Linked DNA regions of Gasterosteus aculeatus: all the other regions are linked to region 2. Evidence: chromatin contacts called from public Hi-C data. All regions are on one chromosome and are shown on one strand. The core of a region is the stretch at or near the end of the contact, and the rest is flanking DNA. Distances in the headings are between cores, read along the strand shown. Region 1 overlaps abr (ABR activator of RhoGEF and GTPase). Region 2 holds the start of specc1 (sperm antigen with calponin homology and coiled-coil domains 1). Region 3 overlaps abr (ABR activator of RhoGEF and GTPase).

Evidence for each region. Hi-C and Micro-C count contacts between places; a contact is called where the count stands out from the background.
Region 1: a contact with region 2 is called in a Hi-C map of liver, with 2.4 times the contacts expected there. The contact joins the enhancer-like site here to the promoter of specc1 in region 2. A contact is called at or near these places in 2 of 6 Hi-C or Micro-C datasets (blood and trunk muscle and liver).
Region 3: a contact with region 2 is called in a Hi-C map of skeletal muscle, with 8 times the contacts expected there. The contact joins the enhancer-like site here to the promoter of specc1 in region 2. A contact is called at or near these places in 3 of 6 Hi-C or Micro-C datasets (skeletal muscle and whole body).

The regions. Positions count from the first base shown.
Region 1 is chr7:18,657,741-18,660,556 of fGasAcu3.hap1.1, reverse strand. All of the region lies in intron 16 of abr (ABR activator of RhoGEF and GTPase), which reads left to right. Among protein-coding and RNA genes, the nearest start is that of specc1, 34 kb to the right of the region's middle. Within about 2 kb of position 1,371, at least 3 of the 9 cell types and tissues checked have open chromatin away from gene starts, as enhancers often do.
Region 2 is chr7:18,624,057-18,626,835 of fGasAcu3.hap1.1, reverse strand. specc1 (sperm antigen with calponin homology and coiled-coil domains 1) reads left to right here and starts at 1,354. Exons shown (of 15, transcript XM_040182179.2): 1 at 1,354-1,446. It overlaps timm22 (translocase of inner mitochondrial membrane 22 homolog (yeast)), which reads right to left and starts at 1,678. Exons shown (of 4, transcript XM_078106214.1): 1 at 546-1,678; 2 at 1-197. The coding sequence starts at 804.
Region 3 is chr7:18,681,600-18,684,439 of fGasAcu3.hap1.1, reverse strand. It overlaps abr (ABR activator of RhoGEF and GTPase), which reads left to right. Exons shown (of 23, transcript XM_040182171.2): 9 at 1-43; 10 at 740-908; 11 at 1,893-2,012; 12 at 2,252-2,327; 13 at 2,497-2,601. Among protein-coding and RNA genes, the nearest start is that of abr, 53 kb to the left of the region's middle. Within about 2 kb of position 1,504, at least 2 of the 9 cell types and tissues checked have open chromatin away from gene starts, as enhancers often do.

The DNA of each region.
Region 1 (2,816 bases), core at 122-2,621, 34 kb before region 2:
TTTTGGGACTAGCGACAATTTTCATTGTCTCTTTGATGAATGCTGTGGTCGCAGAAAAAACCTTTAAGTGTTTTAAACACTTAAAACCTACAGTTCTATTTCTGAGTTTTCCTTTTCTCTCTCTCATTGTACCCAAGTATCTCCCGCCTCCCTGTGGGGTTTCTTTTCTTAGCCCTCCCATTTCCAAAACATGGTTTTCCCAGACATTCCTTCCAAGTTGTGACGCATGGAGAGTGCCCGTCTTATGTTTCCGAACCCTGGGAGTTAAAAATACTGTGCCCCCCCCCCCCCCCCCCTCTCTCTTCCGTCGGTCAGACGGACGCACAAACCCACCGCGCCGCCATACCGCCTCTGGCTCTCTGGGGCTCATTGGAATCTTACCGTGACGGGTTGCTTGGCTGAGGCTCGTTTGACGTGGACATGAAAGTAACCACTAAATATGTTCTCCTTACACTTTTTCTTCTGGCATCTGCTCTTCAGACGAAATATACAAATCGTAAAATGTTCGTCTGGATTATCAATAACCAATAACTTGCCATGTTGGTATTGGATAAACATCGATGGTACTTGTTGACATTGAGCCGAGCAGGTTGTGTTGCAGAAAACGTTATTTCTTCGTCTGCTCGTGAACACAGCTGTGCTCCTCGCTTCTTCTCTGAATCCCCTCATGAGTCACCGGCCAATCAGCATCGGCGCACTGACCAGCAGACGTCCTAAGATGTGGCCCCAGAGTCTGTAACCTCTCTCCCAGCAGAACACCTCACCCCCTCTGATTCTCTCTTTTCAATGGGACGGGACATGACAGAGTGTGAGAGGCATATACAGACAGACCCCCCTCCCCCACTCCCACCCTCATCCATTATACAGAGGACCACTACCAGCCAGTCCTGTTGAACGAAGATGCTGATGCGTGCAAGTGTGAATGTAAGAGCGTGGTGAGGAGAAGTCCGTGACAGTCGGAATGGAGGAGGAAGGGGAGAACAATGGGAGCTCTTGGACGAGATGTTAAAGCTGTAGACGCTTTTTTCCCCTGTTTTAGACACCAATATTTAGTCACCTTAAAGTTTCAAGTCTTCCTCCACCTCTTTCTCCTCGTTCACATTCCTCTTTTTGCTCATTTCCTGAATGCGCTGACCAGCTCTGGGAAAGGTTGACAAGAGGTCAAAGCGCTGAGCAAAACACAGTGCAGCATCCCTGTCTCTCTCTGCCTCCCTCCCTCCCTCTATCTCCTCTGCTTCTCATTTCTCATTGAATGTCTATTGCTCCCTCCTCCCTTTTGGTGGATCTTTTGGAGGCGTGTCCATCAACATCTGGAGAAGCAGGGCGGCTCAGCGACAAACGTGAGCTCATTGACGCCCCCAATCTCTCTCGCTCTCGCGCTCTCTCTCTCTCTCTCTCTCGCTCTGGTCTCTCTCGCTCTGCCTCGCTCCAGCGCTGCGTATCTGTGTTTGCCGTTGTGGAAGTCAGATTTGCACAGCGGGAGATGTCGGCAGCTGACTGTGGAATGAGCTCACAGAGGAATTATTCTCAAGCTTATCAAGGCGACCATGGCAGCATCTCGCTCTCCTCTCATCACTCGTTCCTTGTTTTAAGTGAACATCTTTGAACTTTGCATCAGCCGCGGGACACTTTTTCGGTTTGTTTTTTTAGAGAGCGACGCTTGGCAGGGATCCTTCCTCCCCTCGTTTGTTGTCGGCAGCGTCCTCTGTCCACCTGCGCTCCGGTCGCAAAGGACCTTCTAAAAGCTTCTGGGATGACGGAGATCTTGGTGTCGGATGTAAACTTGAACTCAGTGTGCGAGCGCCTGGAGCAGCACTGCTGCGTGGGCCAGAACCAGCACAATCTGTCCAGCCAGCCGCAGACCCCCGTGCTAAAAAAGCACACCAACACCGGGGCCAAGCTATGGGGCCGCGTCCGCAGCAAGCTGCTCAGACAAAAGGTCTCTTGCTTTTGCATTCAACATTTGCACACACACACACACACACACACACGTAACAGACACACACACCAGCTGTGTTTCCTCTCATTTGTGTTCTCTCCTGTTGACCACTCTGTCACTCCCATCAGTTATCTGTGTCTCTCTCTTATGCTCATTATTTACCCCTCTGTGTGCTCGCTCCCCCTGTGTGTCACAGTTGACTATTGTTCTCATCGGATGGCTCTGACCCGTCGAGGCCGTGATGTGGTGGTGAGATTAAGACTGATCAGCTTTTCTACTTCTCTATGTCAAAAGCTTTACTATCTGCTCTCTCATCTCCGTAAATGATATTGTTCTTTAATAGTTCACATTAATGGTGAAGAACAAGTGCTTCCTCTTTTTAACATATTGATTAATTGCACAAACGCTCGCTAAAAATCTCCCATCAGTTTAATAAAACCACTGCTTCGGCGGTTTAATTTCCTCTCTTTCTTTCCTGAGGTTTCATGGTTTGCCCTTCCTACATCCTACACTGTTATTCCTTAATTAAAGCCACTGATGAGTTCATGGTATTTCCATCTAAAGCGTCTCAGTATCCGCTGAGCTCCCCCTGCTGTTTATCGTATTCGCCGCCCCCCTGTGGCTGAGCACTTTTGGCATTTCAGGAACAGCTGGCCCTAATTAACCGTCACATTATCCCAAATGACCTGCAGAACACACGACCGGCATCAGATGTAGCTACACAATACGCAGTGCGGGGATACAGTTTGAGTCAACTCTAACTAAAAACTATTGCCTTGTCATTATGTTTGTATGAAGCGTTCAGCACAATCCTGTGTTTGTCATGAGGTTCATTCAGACCCAAAGATACACACACACACACACGCAGGTCAGGTGT
Region 2 (2,779 bases), core at 105-2,604:
TGATTCTATGATGCACTCTGTGCAGGAGAACATGGCGCCCACGATGGCAAAGTTCTTGGCGTACGACATCCCCCTCTGGCCCATGTCTTTGAGGACTTCTCGCGCTGACGGGGTTTTCAGGGGGTCTTTGGGGTCGAAGCCAACATTGGTATCGATGCCTGCAGTGAAAACACCAAATGCTCCTCCGAGGACAAACCCTGTGGAGAACAAAAAACACCTGAGAAATCACAACACAGTTCACAGGTCGAGGGGAATACAAGATACTACTCTACTGTGATGTGAGAGATATGTTAAGGTTATTGACCAGGTATGTGTAATGTACAGCATACGTTGTGGTGCCACTATTAATATTATTTAAAGAGAATATTGTTTTCTGTCAATCGGTTAATCATTTGAGCACTACATCAGAGAAACCACATACTAATGTCCCAAAGTGTCCCCGTCATATCCACTTCCACATACGCATTAGAGCTCCTGCAGCAGATGGTTGACCTGAAGCTGGACGGGAAGAGACGCACGGGTACCGATCGGCTGCCACAGCTTACCTCCCACGCAGGCCAGAACCGACTTGAAGGCGCAGCTCTCCATTCCCCTCTCGATCATCTTCTGCTCGTCGCTTTTAAAGGGCACCGGCAGTCCGCCCATAACGCCGGGACTCAGCTCCTTCACGGCCCTCTTGTCCCCGACGAGGTGCTCCAGGATTGCGCTGTACTGGATCGGGGGGTTGTCCGTGCTCGAATCCGCCGAAGCTGGACCGCGTAAGTCGGAGGCAGCAGCGTTTGCAGCACCCGTGGAAGCAGCCATGTTTCTCAATGACAGACGTCGGTGTAGGTAAATTGAGTCAAAGACAAGTGACTGCAGATTCGACACGTCGGCAAATCGTGCTGATGTCGGAAAATGGAAATATTATAACCACTATTTAAGACGTTGTATTTCTAAATTTTTAGCAGAACTACTAACTTGGATTATTATTGAATTGTTCATATACAAGCAAAACAAAACTACTTTGCATTATGTACTGTACTCGTGTCAGCACATTCTACCCAAGACTTCAGGAGCCCTGCAGCGGATTGTACCTTTTTATTTTGAGTTTTTTTTCTTGAAACCTTATGGTCATTATTGAGTTTGTGTTGTGATGTTGACTATCACCGTCTAACTGTTTTAATACATCCTATCTCTTCAATAAATCATATTTGGTCCGATGGAATGTGTATATTGTTCCCTTAACAGTGTCAGTCAGTGGAATGAGTTATTCAATAGAAATACTACATTTCCCAGAAATACAAAAAAATACTACATTACCCAGAAATCTCCCCGCTCACTGCACCAAACTCGCTGCGCGCGCTCCACCTACTGGCTCCAGCACGCGCTGCTGGTGACGCTTAAAGGACTCGCGTGCGCGAGGCGGGCATCCTGATCAAACGACGGCGGCGCGACACCGACCAGGTGAGCGTGAGCTGGGACTCGTTTCCTTTACACCACCGGTGTCATTTGCTCTTCTTGTCATCAAAATGTCTGGGTTTAAAATGTGTGAACTTGTTACCGCGGCGCAGCTGTCAGAGAGAGAGACGCGCGGTGTCCCCTCGTGTCCTACTGTCTCTGTTTCCTCTCCTTTACCGACGGAGGCGGACATGTCTCTCCCGATGCGACAACGGCTGTCATTTGATAGCAGGAGGACAGGTGGTTTCCCCGCTAATTGGACTTGTCCCAGCATTTCTGTGATCTCGGTCCAATAAACGGGAGGACTGCGGCGCACGAGGCGCGATGACGCGGCGGCGCTCCAGATACTCGTCCCCGGTTCTTCTGTTTACTTGTTAACGTCGTCCGGTGTGAAGTCGTGAGTTCAACAGGAGCCGTCGCTCGGTAACGTTCCTCCACATATTTTCTTTTAACATCTCGTTGATGACCTCAATTCTTCTTCCTCTTAGTGTGATGCGCTGGTCATGTTCTCGTCAGGTAGTGGCGTGTTTTATTTGCTGTCCGACGTGGATGTTGTTTTATCCATCGAACATACTCGTGACGATACACGGACCATCCTTTACGAAATGAAGAAACTATAATGTGAATTATTTTGCTATATTTTCTTTAAATTGTACTGGAAGAGTAAGAAGTCATGGTGTCAGGAGGAGAGAGGAGCTGTGGCTTTTATTTCTAGTTTTTTTTGCCTAAAGTAATTCAAATTGAAATACATTGACGCTATAATATATTGGATTAGATTATCCATGTGTAGTCCCCTCAGGTTGCTAAAACTGCAAACCTCTCCTTGAAATGATTGAAGACCTAAACTCTATGCCCTGAACCCAAGCGGTTTTAACTATGCAAACATTTACTTTCCCCATTTAATTTGAATGATAGGATCAATATGAACGGTAGCAACAAGGCACCGTTTACCACCTCTTTAACAGCGTTGTCATAGTGTGCTTCTTTAAATAACCGTGGGTGGCAAATGTATTTATGTAGGGTTTTATGTACATTTAAAATTTGCTGCTCCTGGCAAGTTTCCCTCAGAACCGCTTGTGCACTGCAAGCTGTTTTTCTCCACATGATCATGCAGCCATTTGTTCCTCATTAGATCAGTGCCATGTGAAGCAGTCAAACAAGGCCTTGTTGTGTTAAGTGCACTGGTTTTTGAAAGGTTGTTTTTCATGTCTTCATTAGGTCCTTAATTTCTTAATTCTAGCAAACTATCCTGGCGAGGCTCCTGTAGTTCTACTCTTGCCACGTAACATTGTACCTGTAACACAAAGCCTTTCAGAAAACTCAGATCCCCGTCCAAATG
Region 3 (2,840 bases), core at 255-2,754, 57 kb before region 2:
CGGACCTGCTGCTCTGTGCCAAGATGAAGAAGACCGCTGTGGGGTGAGTCCGCTTCTTCTCTCCATCCAGAGGACCATAGCCGTGTGTAAGCACAGAGCCATTTGAACATCCACCCTCTCCGGGTGTGTCCCATCAGTGTCTCATTTATTCTGCCTTCCTCGTCGCCGTCTTTTTGAAGCCACACTTAGACAGGGAGACTCACATGGGGGATAGAGCGAAGACAAACGTGTGTAGATACACAGGACTGCGTGACATTAGCTCCTTCAGCGCGGCGGAAGCTGTTGGCCTGATTGGATCTTTTTTTTTTTTATTGACACTCCCCGGGATTTTTGTCGTCTCATGTGAGAATTTCATTCCAGCGTGGATTCTCATTAACGAGCGAATCAAATGGCCTTCTGGTCTGGTAATGAGTTGACTGTGCACCCATAATTCTAATAGGGGTGTCATTAGGGAGGATGTGTGTTGTTCAATTAATCAATTCTCCTTTTCCCTCTTCAGCTTTTAAAAAAAAAACGTTCTAATGTTACATTTACGTGAACAGTGATATCATCTCTCTCCAGTAAAGCTTTGTCCAATTTACCCAGAGATTATGATATCTGGTTGGTGGTCATCATGACGAGTTTAGACAGGCTTTTTTTCTTTGCACTAGTCCTGTGGATTCACAAATGTTAGTTTCCACTGATTTGTTGATTTGCTGTATGACCCTTTCACTTATCGTGTTCCTCTGTCCACCTGCAGTCGCCATCAGCAGTACGAGTGCAAGTGGTACCTCCCTCTGGCGGACTTGACTTTCCAGACCCTGGACGACTCAGAGTCTTGCCCCAGTATTCAGGTCCTCCCCGAGCACGAGATCGAGGAGATGAAGATCAAGATCTCCGTTCTGAAGAGTGAGATACAGAAAGAGAAGGTAGTCCTGTTGTTCAATGGGATTTTTTGTCATCTCCATGGCCCTTCCAAAGCTCCTTTTAAAATGCGGGGTTCATATTGTTACAATAAACACATACGACTCAGGAGGGAAGTTTCCACTGGTCAGTTCTGTTGAACTTTGCTTGCCACTTATTTATTGATCACTTCATACGGCAGCTTGCGACTCTTGTGAGGGCATGCAGGTACATCTGAAAATATGTAGTATATTCTCAAACTGGGGGAAAATGCTAAATCAACCTGTTTCAATCAGTGCGGAAACCACAGAACTAGAATGAGTTGCTGTGGTCATTTCACTAGTTCAAAGGGAAATGATGCTCAGCACTGAGCATTGGCCAAAGAATCAGAACGGGCCAGAACGGGCCAGCCAGGCTGAGACACACTGGGGGCTTCAGGAGCAGAGAGTTCCTGTTATTCCCCTCACAGCGTGTAACTCGCCCCCCTCCACCTGGAGGCACAACGAGTGACCGCGGCTGGTGTTCGGAATCAGAGGAGCTCCGAGCAGTGGGAGGTTCAGCTGATTGTATCCGGGCTCTGACTCACGGCTTCCTGCTAAGGGCAGGGAGGAAGTGTCTATTTATTTTCCTTCAATGCTGACTGGAAGCCCAGATCCTCGAATTACATAACTACATGACTCTCACGGCACAGTGTTGTTGTCTTCGAAAAAATGGGAAATGTGTCGTTAAAGAATACTACGCTGATGCAAGTAATGACGTAGTTAAAACTATTGTATTTTGAATAGGTTATTAAAACATTTTCGTCTGGGATTTCTGAGGAGATTTGTGGATTGTTAAAAGGTTGATTTGTATCATTATGTTGGGTGTTAATAAATAAATGCCAGCTAGACCAGCAGACTCTCGTTGCCCCATAACCTCTGTTTTAGAGGCTCTATCGCAATGTTTAGTATTTCACTTGATGAGTGTTTCAGGTCTAAATGAGATTCTGAATGCCTGCACGTGTGTTTTAGAAAGCACCGAAGGGTCAGAGTCGCGTGGAGCGCCTGAGAAAGAAAATGAACGAACAGGAGTCGTGGCTGCTCCTGCATTCTCCCACCATCCCCTTCCGCATCCACAACAGACATGGAAAGGTACTGTGTGATCCAATCCCAAGTCTCACCTCTAGAGGGAGACACTCCCTTTTGAAATAGCCCCTCGACAGATTTGATTTAAGTTCCCAGAATAAAAATACTGTTTAAACGTGCGATAATTACACATTTTTGGGGCTTTTTGTCAAAGTTAAAATGATTCTTTCACAGTCTTGTCCAATAATAATTTCTGTGTTGGTTCTTGAGGTCTTTAACATTCTTGGTTTTCTGTGTGCATCAAGAGCTACCAGTTCCTCATATCCTCTGATTACGAGAGGTCGGAGTGGAGGGAAAGCATCCAGAAACTCCAGAAGAAAGGTAACATTGGCCTACAGGTCATTTATGTGGTTAGAAAACACTGAGCTTCCCCTAGAAGCGGGTTACAACCACTCTTTACTCACTCTACCTCAAAAAAAGGAAAAGTTTGACACTGTGTGTGTGTGTGTGTGTGTGTGTGTGTGTGTGTGTGTGTGTGTGTGTGTTTCAGATCTCCAGGCGTGTGTATTGAGTTCTGTGGAGCTTCAGGTCCTGACCAGCTCCTGTTTCAAACTGCGAACCGTCCACAATATTCCGGTCACAAGTAACAAAGACGGTAAGAAACTTGCACACAGCATCTTCTTTGTGTTCTTGTCCCCTCATGCTCGGATGCTTTTCGTGTGTCTCGGTTTTCTCCTTCTCTTAAGCCGCATTCGAACAAACACCTTCCTCTTTGCTTTGAGATTAAAAAGGCCTATTACACTCAACACAACTAGCAGCCATGCAATGAGGGGAGGGGGGGAGGGGGGCTTGCAGGAGAGAACTAGGTTACAATATGTTTCTCATCTAGCTCCT